4 separate regions of the Mus musculus genome follow, and all the other regions are linked to region 2. The links are chromatin contacts, called in public HiChIP or PLAC-seq and promoter capture Hi-C maps. All regions are on one chromosome and are shown on one strand. The core of a region is the stretch at or near the end of the contact, and the rest is flanking DNA. Distances in the headings are between cores, read along the strand shown.

Region 1 (2,876 bases), core at 81-2,580, 320 kb before region 2:
AATTGTTAGGGGCAGAGGTAAGAGGGCTGACTGCTAGGGTTGGCTGGCTGCCAGCCTAGATCCAGGATCAGCAGGAGACTGTCTCAAAAGAATAAGGTAGTGGGAGACTGAGCATAAATTAGACACCTGACATAAATTAGAGTCCATGACTTCTGCATGTACTCAGAGACAGGTGTATCCTAACACACAACACACACACACACACACACACACACACACACAGCTAAAAATAACTGCGTGATAACTGCTATAAGATGTCGTCCATAAGAAGCAAGTCTAGACCTTCCTCTGCCCTAGCCTAACAAGGAGCTAGGATAGAAGGGACATGAATTGGGATGAGGGTGAGGTGAGGGCTGGGTGGGCTGGGCAGCCAAACATGGGTGGGGTTAGCCTGGACATCTTGTGAACTCCACTGTTCCAGGTACCTCTCTGGTCTCCTTGGCAACAGTTTGATATTCTCTGGACCTCAGCGGCTTCAGGCTGTGCCTACCTCAAGTCAGGAAGGGATGCTTTCCACTTCTAGACTGAGCTGCATGGTCTATGCTTGCCCCTGGTTTTGCCCAGCTCAGTAAGAGGGGGTGGGGGCGGGGGTAGGGGAGGAGCAGGGTGCAGCTGCTCACTGCCCTTCCCCCTCTCATGTCTCCTTGGCAGCAGCTGCCTGCTAAAGACTAGCCCAGGCCAGGAGCTGTTTGTCTCTGCTTGTCAGAGGCGTTTCCTGATGGGTCTCTATTTTGGTTTCTGTTTTTCTCTGTGCTAACAGAGAAAGAGACGGCTCCAACGTCATGGGGTTTTCCCAGCAATTAGCCTCGGAGCAAACAGACAGCAAATCGGGATTTAATGAGTTCCTTCCCGTCCTCCTCCATCCGCAGTGACCACTTGGTGAGCTGCCAGCCAGGGTTAGATCTGGACCCGGTCCCCATAGCCTCCTCCAATTGTGTAGGATGAGAGACCTTGAGAACAGGGGACCAGGCTGGCAGGCACTAGCTCATATTTAGTCATCATTGACCTTGAACCCACAAAGCCCTTCTTTCTTCACCTAGCAATCAATGCCCTTGTCCCTGCTTGGGGGAGAACAAGGGGCCAGCACCAGTGGTCCAGACCTGAGTTCCTCACTGTCCTTCTTCAACAAGGAGGAAACACAATTTGTATCCTCTTAAGTTCCCCTTGCCACCCAAACGACCTTTGTTCTAGAATCTTCCCCAGAGCCCTGACTGGGCAACTAGTGCAAGCTGGGAAATGTAACTGATAGCTTGGCTGCAAGGGACGGCTGCAGAATCTATCGAGGGAAGCCAGAGGCAATTGCCACGGTCCCACCCTATTCTAGGAACTGCCACACTTCCTCTATTCAATCCTTCCACACTCTCAAGAAAGCAAAAGAACACCAGATACAAGGACACTCTCCCAACAAAAGGGAAATGGAGCCTTTCCCAGGGCCAGTGATGCTTCCTTCTTCCCTCTTCAGCTTTCGGAACTCCCAGCGCACAGGCACGCGCTCCCACACAAGTATCATGCACAACCCTCAGGCTGCTGCCTGCCCAGACCTGGGCCTGGACCACTGTGGGAGGATGGATTCAGCCTGGTATCCGAGCCCGGGGTGACAGGCAACTTGAGGATGTTCTGTACAGACAAGAGAGCAGGGATTTGGTCCCCTGTGCCTGGAGCTGTCAGTGTTCCCCCACCACGGTAGAATGCAGCAGTCCAGAACAGAAAGGATGGTGTAGCCGGCTCTGATCTTGCCATTCAACCCTTAAGCTAGCACCTTCCCTTACCTCTAGGAAGAAGAAAGATGTTACCTGGGTTGGCAAGCCCAGGATGCAGTCGAAGCCCAGGCTGGACCAGTGACAGCTGATACTGATCACTCTACAGTTTCATCTGTCCTGGCTTGCCTCTGAGCTCCAGACCCCTGAGCTTCCTACTCTAGGGTGTCTCACCGGCATCTTAGACTTAACCCAGTCAAACCGGATCTTATCCTCAAACACCACAGCCGTCCATGCAGCTACTCCAGCAAGAAATATAGGGACTCTGGCTCCCCAATCCTGGCCACGAGCTGTGATGGATCTCAGATGTGCACCTAGACACCATCCATTTCTGGCACCCACTATCTCTTGCACAGTGATAGCACATCTGTCTTGTTCTTCTTCAGGCCACTTCCTTGATGGTCCTGAGTTTGCTTTTGTATGTATATATGTATGTATGTATGTATGTATGTATGTATGTATGTATGTATGGTATGTGTGCAGTGGTTGTATGTCTTGGGAGGACTAACATGTATGGAGGTCTGAGAAAGACTGGGAATCTTTCTCAATAGTTCCCCAGATTTGTGACTCTATGGGACTTCTGTGTGTGCATGTATGCATGTGTGTGTGATTGCGTGTATGTGTGTGTGGTTGTGTGTCTGTGTGTGTGTGTATTCCTTAGCTTTTCTTTGATTTCCTCTATTCTGGTTTGTTCATTATTGTATTGTGTTTTACCTCATTTTTTACGGATGCCTGTTTTTTTTCTAATGAGAGAGAGAGAGAGAGAGAGTAAGAGAGAGAGAGAGAGAGAGAGAGAGAGAGAGAGAGAGAATGGCCGGGTGGTGGTGGCACACGCCTTTAATCCCAGTACTCGGGAGGCAGAGGCAGGCAGATTTCTGAGTTCCAGGCCAGCCTGGTCTACAGAGTGAATTCCAGGACAGCCAGGGCTATACAGAGAAACCCTGTCTCCAAAACAAAACAAAACTGAATATAGTGTATGGAAAAAAAAATCTAGTATCAATACAAACAACAGTTCTTCACCATATTCATGGAGGCTGAATGTGGACATGGCTGGTCTAGCTAGCCAGCTTGCCCTGGGAAGCCCCTGTCTGTTTTTTGAGGAATACTGGAATTACAGGA
Region 2 (2,850 bases), core at 73-2,572:
AGAGTTCCAGGACAGCCAGGGCTACACAGAGAAACCCTGCCTCGAAAAAACAAAAAGAAAGGAAGGAAGGAAGGAAATTAATTTTAAGACTTTTACCCAATATAGCTAAACTATTACCATTTGAGGATGTCATCAATACAGAAAAATTGAGATGTCTTACTGTTTTTATACACCTTCAAAATCCAATGGGTAGTTTAAGCACACGGGGCATCTCAACAGATTAGCGGCTTTTCAAACACTCAATAGTCTTAAGCCTCTAGCCAGCACGGTATTAAGTCAAGGATCTAAATTCTAGGCTCCATTAGTTAATAGAACACCAAGTAGGAGAACAATCTACGTCCTTTGTTTGTTTTATTTTTCGAGACAGGGTTTCTGTGTGTATCCCTGGCTGTCCTCGAACTCAAATCGGCCTGCCTCTGCCTCCCAAGTGCTGGGATTAAAGGCGTGCGCCAACAATGCCTGGCAACCATCTACGTCCTTAAGGCAATAAACGCAGCTCTCGTTTTCTGTTGATCGATGGCCAAAACGGATCCATACTAGTACCCTCTTGCAAGTTACATAAAGAATCGGTTCGTTCCATTATAGGGCCTTCCATCACATCATCGCTGTCAGCAATGGCATTAACGCCGCATCTTGCACACACTTCCAGAGAATGCATTCAGCCGGGATGACATCAGCTGTGATCAGTGGGGCTCGATAGAACCCAGGTGTGGTCGTCGCGAAGGGACAGGAACCCAAAGTACCCTGGTAAGCTAGTAGGTTTAACTGCTTTATGTCCGTCCTCGACCCTGACCCAGGTGATCCGGGTCAAGGGCTTAACTGGGGTGTCTTAACTGCCACCTTCATCCCCTGCCCAAAGCTGCGTCTCCTCCCCGGGGCAGAAGCATCAGGAAAGCGGCGGCACAGCCAGGTAGGTCCGCTCGACTGCGGCTGCCCTCCGGTCCCTCCACGCCGACCCGAGCCGCTCCCAGGCCTTCGCTGCCCTCCGCAGCGCCCGGCGTTGCCAACCCTGACCCCGGCGTGGCGAAACCAACCCGCCCCGAGGCCTGGTCGGAGCAGGGAGGCTCAGCTCCGGCCCGGGCGCGGCCTGCTCCCGCCCTCCGCCCCGCAGCCTTCCGTCCGGCCGTTACTGCTCAGGACCGGCTTCCGTTCCTACCTGTACAGCCGGCTCAGATTTCCACGAAAGGTGGTGCAGGACACTCAAGCTGCGGGTCGGCGGCTGTGGAAACGTCTGCTACCCTTCAGCCCTCAGATTTTGTGCCTCGTGCTGCCGGCCGGCGCGATTTAAATTTCCCGGTGACGCCGCGTTCCGATTGGCTGATTTGAGCCTAAGCTGCGCGTTCATTGGTAGGTTTGAAAAACACGTTAGGCGGGGGTGGGGGTGGGACGCAGACGCAGGTCGTAGGGGAAAAAAAAAAAAAAAGGTGGGGGTGGGGCGGTAAGCAGGGAAGCGTCGCGAGATGAGGGAGCGGCCGGGCAATCCCAGGGTGCCTTGCAGAAGGGTGACTCCAGATCTCAGCACACAGCATGGAGACCTGCGTTTCGTCTATGCTTAGATGGACACTGGGCCGTACCCTGTTTGCTTTCCCTGGGCTTGTCCTTAAACAAACACACGAAATTATTATTACACTTGTAAAAAAAGGCTTAGCTTGCGGTGATTGGCGCAGGCTTTTAATCCCAGCACTAGGAGTTCAAGGCAAACCTGGTTTATACAGCCAGGCCAACCAGGGCTAAATAGTGAGACCCTGTCTCAATCAACCAATCAGTCAATCAATCAATAAAAGAAAAGAGAAATATATTTACTTTAAAAAAATTTTACATCAGGAGCTGGTCACCGGGAGAACGTGGATCTGTGTGCCTCTTAACCATTAGTTGTATCACTATATTGTTTATAGTATTTGTTGATTATTTTATCTTTAGGCAATCATTAGTTGTATCGCTATATTATTGTTTGTGCTATTTACTGGTTATTTAATTTTTATCATGGGGAGTGGGATTGAGGCAGGGTCTCACATTAACAATAGAGCCCAGGCTAGCCTTGAACCTAATGCAATCCTTCCTCAACGTCAGTTCTGGGATTACAGACATGCCCCACTTTGTCCCGTGTGGTAAACTTTTAGATTACTTGGAAAATAAAGACAATGGAAGCCGGGCAGTGGTGGCGCACACCTTTAATCCCAGCATTCAGGAAGCAGAGGCAGGCGGATTTCTGAGTTCGAGGCCAGCATGGTCTACAGAGTGAGTTCCAGGACAGAAGCAAAAAAAAAAAAAAAAAAAGAAAAAGAAAAAGGACAATGGAAGCAGCAAATATGGTAACAATAATTTATTAGCCCGGTGGTGGTGGCGCACACCTTTAATCCCAGCACTTGGGAGGCAGAGGCAGGCGGATTTCTGAGTTCTCTGAGTTCGAAGCCAGCCTGGTCTACAGAGTAAGTTCCTGGACAGCCAGGGCTACACAGAGAAACCCTGTCTCGAAAAACAAAAACAAAAAACCAATAACTTATTAATACCTATTTTCTCCAAACCTTTAAAATTTTTTATTTATTTCTTTATTTTGCTCCCTTCCCCCAAACACACACACACACACACACACACACACACTTAATGGGTTTCTCTGTGTCTCTGTAGACCTGACTGAACTCCACAGACCTCAGAGTGCTGGGACTAAAGGCAGTGTGCCACCACTGCCTGCCTTCAAATACTTTAAAACTTGAGTAATTCTGAACACAGAATCACAAACCTTTGCCTAGACTTGCCAAATGTTAACATTTCGGCACATTTTAAAATATGTAACATGTATATAGTGTACACACACACACATATTTTAGCCTTTTCTCTAATTTGTTTTTG
Region 3 (2,935 bases), core at 341-2,840, 470 kb after region 2:
CGTGGAGGCCGAGCCCTTGAGCGGGGAGCCCCCCACCCTGCAGCCCCGATACTCAGAGCCAGGAGGGCCCGGCCTGACGGCCTGGAGCGCCCTCCGGTGGCCGCGCCGCAGGCCCCACCACTGGGGCTCTTCCTAAGACCACGCTCCCCGCCGCGGAAGGAACGAGACACGCAGAAAGTTTCCGAGCCAGGCGGTCAGCAAAGGACAATCCAGATCGCGGAGGGAGCCTGGATGCTCGGCTGGGCAGGAGCCAGCGCCTAGACCGGAGGCGACAAGAAGTCGGGTTCTAAACGGACCCTCTCCAGGCCTCCCACATGCCCCCAAGGCGGGACTCTGGTCTGCAGATCCCACCCGCGCGGAATTTGTCCCTGCAAGCCCACCTTGTAAAGAGGACATGGGGACAGTGGCTACCACCACGGCCGGTTACCCCGATACTCCGGCTGCAGAGCATGCTTGGGCTCTTATACTCTGTGCATTTGCTTAATTGGAGGGAGGGGGCGCAACAGCTCCCTGTGACGCATTGTGGTCCCCAGGAATCTGATTCTAGATGTCCCCGAAGAGCTCACCTGGACTCCCCCGCCCCACCCCCACGCCGCCTTTCCTCTGCTGGGGTGACGAGTGGGAACAGCGAATCCCCTGCCTCCTCCCCCTCCAGCCTCCAGGTTTGGGCGCCAGGGTTTCCCCGCCGCACGCAGTGGACCCGCCGGCCGAGTGGTGGCGGCTGGGGACCCGGAGCGGGCGAGGCCGGGCGCGGTGCCTACCTCGTCCACGGTGAGCGGCATGCAGATTCGGTACTCCTTGAGCAGCATGTTCCTGCCGGCCGCAGACCTCGGGAAAGAAGGGGGCGTCCCAACAGATGAGCAAGGCTGGAGCCCAGAGGAGGGCAAAGACGCTGGGAACCGGCAAGCGAAGCAGCCCCGGTGGTGCGCTCAGCTCCTAACTGCCTCCGGTCCGCCCCGGAGCATGTCAAGCTTCGGGTCCCGGTGTCTGTGACTCCCCCGCCTCCTTCCTCGCAGAGATCAGCCCTCTCGGTATTGCAAAGTCAGGCACTGAGGGAGGGAGACCCGCGGGAGACAGCTCGGATCAGCAGCCCCGGGCTGGTAGGCGCGGCCACCAGATCAGGACATGCCCGGCGGCGGGCAAGAGAGGCAAAAGGAGGAGGAAAAGGGATTTCCACAAATTCAAACAAACGCACAAAAGTCTCCTCTGGATCCTCCTCCGAAAGCAGAGCTGAACCTGGCGAGCCCCCTTTTTCTCCTACCCGTCTACCGTGGGTTAATGTCACCAGGAACACATTGCCGCGGGAGCAGGCGATGCTGACTTTCCAAACAAAGGCTCGATGGGCTCCTCTCCCCGGGCGGTAAACAAGATTTCCTGCTCTTTTTTAGGGCCAGTCCCCGAGTCTCTCCGGAGCTCAGCTGAGAGAGAAAAGGGAAGCCGCAGCCGCCAAGGCTCTGCCCTGCTCTGGGCCCCGGGTGTCTTCAACCTAGGCGGTTGGCTGCCAGCGGCTTGCGCGCGTCCCCTCCCCCGAGTCCCTCGGCTCTGAGAGCGCCGTGCGTGCCCGTGAGTTTGCAGCCACCTCGCCGCGACTGGAGAGTCCGCGCCGAGCTGCAGTGTGCCTGGGGCAGGGAGGTGGGTGCGGGAGGAGCGAGAGCGACGAGGCTGACATCAGCAGCGGCCGCGGCGGGGAGGGTAGCCCCATCCGGCCAATGGGGAAATGGCAAAGAATGTGGAGGATTTAAACAAAACAGCATGTCTCTCCCGTCTGCTGCCAGACGCCAGGGCTGTCCCAGAACCTAGAACAGCTAACGCAAAGAGAACAGAGAATCGCAAAGAAGCTATCCTGGACTCTTACAACGTTGGATCTGTTTTCAAATGTAACCTGGGTGCCATAGGGCTCTCTACTTAGTCGCTTTGGAAACCGTTTCCAAAGTGCACTAGTGCCCCTTGACTTTGGGGCTGGGGGCGTGTTTACAAATGCTCACAGCGAACATTTTTTTCTCTCTGATGGAGTAAGCAAGGCCGGAGCAAGAGAAATGATGGTTTTAGAATGGGTTTTTCTAACATGCTCTCAAGGCGGAGTTCTGCAGCAGTGTTGGTGAAAACAGAGTAAAAATGCGTGCGCGCTCGCAACCACACACACACACACACACACACACAGAGAGAGAGAGAGAGAGAGAGAGAGAGAGAGAGAAGCATTGCCTGCTACCTCTTTCTCCCTGGCTCTCTGCAATCCCAACTGCAGGCTTCCCAGAGCAGAAAGAATAGGTTTTCGTGTCAGCACTCCTAAGTTCAAAAAGTCACAGTGAAATGTCAATAAAAATGCCCGGGGTGTTGGTATTTCATCCATATTAAACAGATCTCTCATTTTAACCACAAGAAGCACATTCTTTAGTTACTCAGGAAGCAGCATGTAACTGCTGAAGTCTGGTTTTCATTTGTCTGGCATTCGGTTTTGGTTTGTTTTTTTTTTTTTTTTTTTTTTTTTTTAGCTTGTTTTCCTAAAAATGGAGGAAAAAAGTGCATCCACTGCCTATAGGAGGATAATGTGTAAACATCACTGGCTCTCAAACATAGATGCATATGTTCACACAAACGTGTGTGTGTGTGTGTGTGTGTGTGTGCATTTGTGAGTTCTGGAGACCCACATTCACCCATAGAGCTTGCATTGGGCAATGCAGACTCTGCAGGCCTCAATGGTATAGTATGTTAAAATGATGCTCAATAAGTCACTAATCAACATAATGAGGGTGGGCTCTGGCTAATGTTGTCCAGATGACCCAAGTTTAGAGCTCAGGGAACATGATCCAGCCTGCTAGGAAAATGACACCCTAAACATAGCTTATATTCTGGTAAAGAAAGAAAGAAAGAAAGAAAGAAAGAAAGAAAGAAAGAAAGAAAGAGAGACAAAGAAAGAAAACTATTTTCTAGATAA
Region 4 (2,700 bases), core at 74-2,573, 350 kb before region 2:
TTGTCTCCCGAGTGCTGGGATTAAAGGTGTACACCACCACTCTGACTCAGCCTTCTCTTTTCTCTTTATTCTGAGGAAGGAGCGCACTCACTAAATGGTTCAAGTTGTCCTGGAACTCAAGGTCCTCACGTCTAAGCCTCCTGAGTACTAGTAAAGGCCTGTGCCACCAAAGCTGGCCTCCTCCTCCTCCTCCTCCTCCTCCTCCTCCTCCTCCTCCTCCTTCTCTTCCTCCTCTTCTTCCTCCTCCTCCTTCTCCTCTTCCTCTTCTTCCTTCTCCTCCTCCTCCTTTTCCTTCTTCTTCTCCTCCTCTTCTTCCTTCTCTTCCTCCTCCTCTTCCTTCTTCTTCTCCTCCTCTTCTTCCTCTTCCTCTTCTTCCTCTTCCCCCTCCTCTTCTTCCTCATCCTCTTCCTTCTCCTCCTCTTTCTCCTCCTCCCTTTCCTCCTCCTCTTCCTCTCCCCCTCCTCTTCCTCCTCCTCCTCCTTCTTTTTGACTTTGTCTCCCTTAGTATCAAGTATTTGATTTTGGATTCAATTCTTCTGCCTCTTACACATGGGTCCTGGGAACTGAACTCAGACTGCTGGTTCATGAAGCTTGTCAGGGTGTTTGCCAGATTTGCCTTCTTACCCACATTTTTGTTTTTAAGTCTGGGATCCAATTTAGGGTTTTGTGGTGCAGATACGCATGTAGTCTCAATAGTTTCAGTTATCTATCTATCTATCTACCTATCTATCTATTTATATACTGGTAACACAGGCCAACCTCAAACTCATCATCCCCCTGTCCCAGACCCCCTGGTGCTGAAATTCTAAGTGCCAACACTCAACATTCTTGGCTTTCTTCAGTCTCTTTTGACATAGAACACTTCCTTGGTCTGCCCGGTCTTCTCTGTCACGGGCATCAATTATGTCACATTGTTGTGAAGAGATCCCTGACAAATGCCCCTCATGGATGGGGTGGCTTTTGTTCATAGCTTAAGGGTATCAACTTTCACACCAAGGAAGGTACCGTGGCTGGAACATGAGGCAACTGGTCCTGTCTTGCCTGAAGTCAAGCAGGAGGAGATCAACACTGTGGGCTCCATCTTTTAAAAAAAAACGTCCAAGACAATTGTGCTAAAACTGTAATTACTTTTAATATGATAGTCCAATTCTTGAGGATTAAGACCTAGGAAGGTAATAAATGTTATTAACACACTCGGCCACCAGGTGGCGATCTCTGCCGCCCATGAGCCGCAAAAGCTGTTGAAAACCTGTGGGGATCCGAAACCGCTTGAAATATGCTAGAAGGCTCTGTGGATTTGTAAAGACACGCGGCGTCTTTTCCAGCAGGGCTTCTAGTGAGTCACCCAGGTTTGGCTTTGGGAGACACAGGTCACAAGGTGTTTGGTAGATACAGGGTGTGCCCCGAGATTCGTCATTTCTAACCTACCCTTCGGGTGACAGGAGTGTGAAGAAGGCTTTTGGAGAAGACATTTCAAGAAGGCATTTGAAGAAATGGATCTGTGTACAATAAGGCAACCTCACTGTTTATCTGGTTCAGCAATAAAGGTGGTCTCATCTTTGCTGTCCTGCTCGCTCTGTCCCTTTAGTCTCCCTGTTCCTGTACCAAGGGACGTTTGTCATTAGCTGGGTCTTCTGCAAGAACAGTAGTATTGAGCCCTCGGGCAGAGACCAATCCCTCCAGTCCCAGACTTCCCTCCTGTCTTTCCACTCACATTGCAGCCTCGACTGCGCTGTATCTTGCAACAATCCTGCTTCAACCTCCGCAGTGCTGGGGTTATAGGCGTGTTCCACCTCTCCCTGCTTCAAAACTCAGCTTAAGGAGGCTCCCAGTTAATTCTTACCGAATGAGAGATGCTCCGTAGTTCCCTACACACACTTCCCAGATCAAGCCTTTCCCCCATAGCCTGGGCCATCTTCTCCCATATCATATCATCTACTTATTGTATCCCAGATAGAGTTTGCTGTCTACTCAGCAAATTCACCTTTCCTATTTTTGGCACCAGGAAATTGTTCTTCACTGAAGAGCAGAGAGAACAGTTGTCTGTTAAAAAGACATTAAAAAATGTCTTCTTCGCCGGGCAGTGGTGGCACATTCCTTTAATCCCAGCACTTGGGAGGCAGAGGCAGGTGGATTTCTGGGTTTGAGGCCAGCCTGGTCTACAGAGTGAGTTCCAGGACAGCCAGAGCTATACAGAGAAACCCTGCCTTGAAAACCAAAAAAAAAAAAAAAAAAAAAGTCTTCTTCATTCCTTAGTTGTTGTTATTATGTTATTATTTATTTTTTAAAGATTTATTTATTTATTTATTTATTTATTTATTTAATGTATATGAGTACTCTGTAGCTGTACAGATGGTTGTGAGCCACCATGTGGTTGCTGGGATTTGAACTCAGGACCTTCGGAAGAGCAGATAGTACTCTTAACTGCTGAGCCATCTTTCCAGTCCTATTGCTGTTATTTTTACTACTGTATTTTAGAAGTCTCCCTGTGTAGCCCTTGGCTGCCTTCTATGTACTGGGATGACCGGTATATGTCACCAAGGCCAGCTCCTGGTGGCTTTTTGATAAGTAAAAATCATGATGGTTATGTTTTAAAGTGGCCTCTACCACTCTGTTTTTCCTTGTCCCAACTGCAGCCTGCCCCCTCTCCCCCCAACCCTCACCCCGCCCCATGTTCTTTTTTTTTTTTTTTTTTTTTAA

The links. Promoter capture Hi-C pulls out the DNA fragments that hold promoters and counts their contacts. HiChIP or PLAC-seq counts read pairs in DNA pulled down with a chosen protein or histone mark.
Region 1: a contact with region 2 is called in an H3K4me3 HiChIP or PLAC-seq map of bone marrow-derived macrophages, with 3 times the contacts expected there. The contact joins the enhancer-like site here to the promoter of Kpna2 in region 2. A contact is called at or near these places in 2 of 39 promoter capture datasets (the HPC-7 cell line and pre-B cells), 3 of 484 Hi-C or Micro-C datasets (the N1E-115 cell line and embryonic stem cells), 1 of 115 datasets of contacts at active chromatin or transcription factors (bone marrow-derived macrophages) and 2 of 9 other capture datasets (adipose tissue and liver).
Region 3: a contact with region 2 is called in an H3K4me3 HiChIP or PLAC-seq map of embryonic limb bud, with 4 times the contacts expected there. The contact joins the promoter of Pitpnc1 here to the promoter of Kpna2 in region 2. A contact is called at or near these places in 3 of 39 promoter capture datasets (cranial neural crest, frontonasal cranial neural crest and liver), 1 of 484 Hi-C or Micro-C datasets (embryonic stem cells), 2 of 115 datasets of contacts at active chromatin or transcription factors (embryonic limb bud and embryonic stem cells) and 2 of 9 other capture datasets (embryonic stem cells and pancreatic islet).
Region 4: a contact with region 2 is called in a promoter capture Hi-C map of frontonasal cranial neural crest. The contact joins the enhancer-like site here to the promoter of Kpna2 in region 2. A contact is called at or near these places in 6 of 39 promoter capture datasets (the C10 cell line, cranial neural crest, frontonasal cranial neural crest and 3 more), 2 of 15 datasets of contacts at CTCF or cohesin (embryonic stem cells and pro-B cells), 11 of 484 Hi-C or Micro-C datasets (B cells, CD4 T cells, CD8 T cells and 8 more) and 3 of 115 datasets of contacts at active chromatin or transcription factors (embryonic forebrain, embryonic stem cells and pancreatic cancer cells).

The regions. Positions count from the first base shown.
Region 1 is chr11:106,674,126-106,677,001 of GRCm38.p6, forward strand. The region is part of intron 13 of Pecam1 (platelet/endothelial cell adhesion molecule 1); the gene reads right to left. Among named protein-coding and RNA genes, the nearest start is that of Pecam1, 40 kb to the right of the region's middle. Within about 2 kb of position 1,331, at least 285 of the 459 cell types and tissues checked have an H3K27ac peak or open chromatin away from gene starts, as enhancers often do. A contact at or near this core is called in the HPC-7 cell line, the N1E-115 cell line, adipose tissue and 2 more, where this site is marked.
Region 2 is chr11:106,998,203-107,001,052 of GRCm38.p6, forward strand. Kpna2 (karyopherin (importin) alpha 2) reads right to left here and starts at 1,323. Exons shown (of 11, transcript NM_010655.3): 1 at 1,157-1,323. It overlaps Gm39424 (a long non-coding RNA gene), which reads left to right and starts at 1,267. Exons shown (of 3, transcript XR_880255.3): 1 at 1,267-1,347.
Region 3 is chr11:107,469,130-107,472,064 of GRCm38.p6, forward strand. Pitpnc1 (phosphatidylinositol transfer protein, cytoplasmic 1) reads right to left here and starts at 1,591. Exons shown (of 9, transcript NM_001359616.1): 1 at 762-1,591. The coding sequence starts at 809.
Region 4 is chr11:106,647,273-106,649,972 of GRCm38.p6, forward strand. No RefSeq gene overlaps it. Among named protein-coding and RNA genes, the nearest start is that of Tex2, 36 kb to the left of the region's middle. Within about 2 kb of position 1,324, at least 43 of the 459 cell types and tissues checked have an H3K27ac peak or open chromatin away from gene starts, as enhancers often do. A contact at or near this core is called in CD8 T cells, where this site is marked.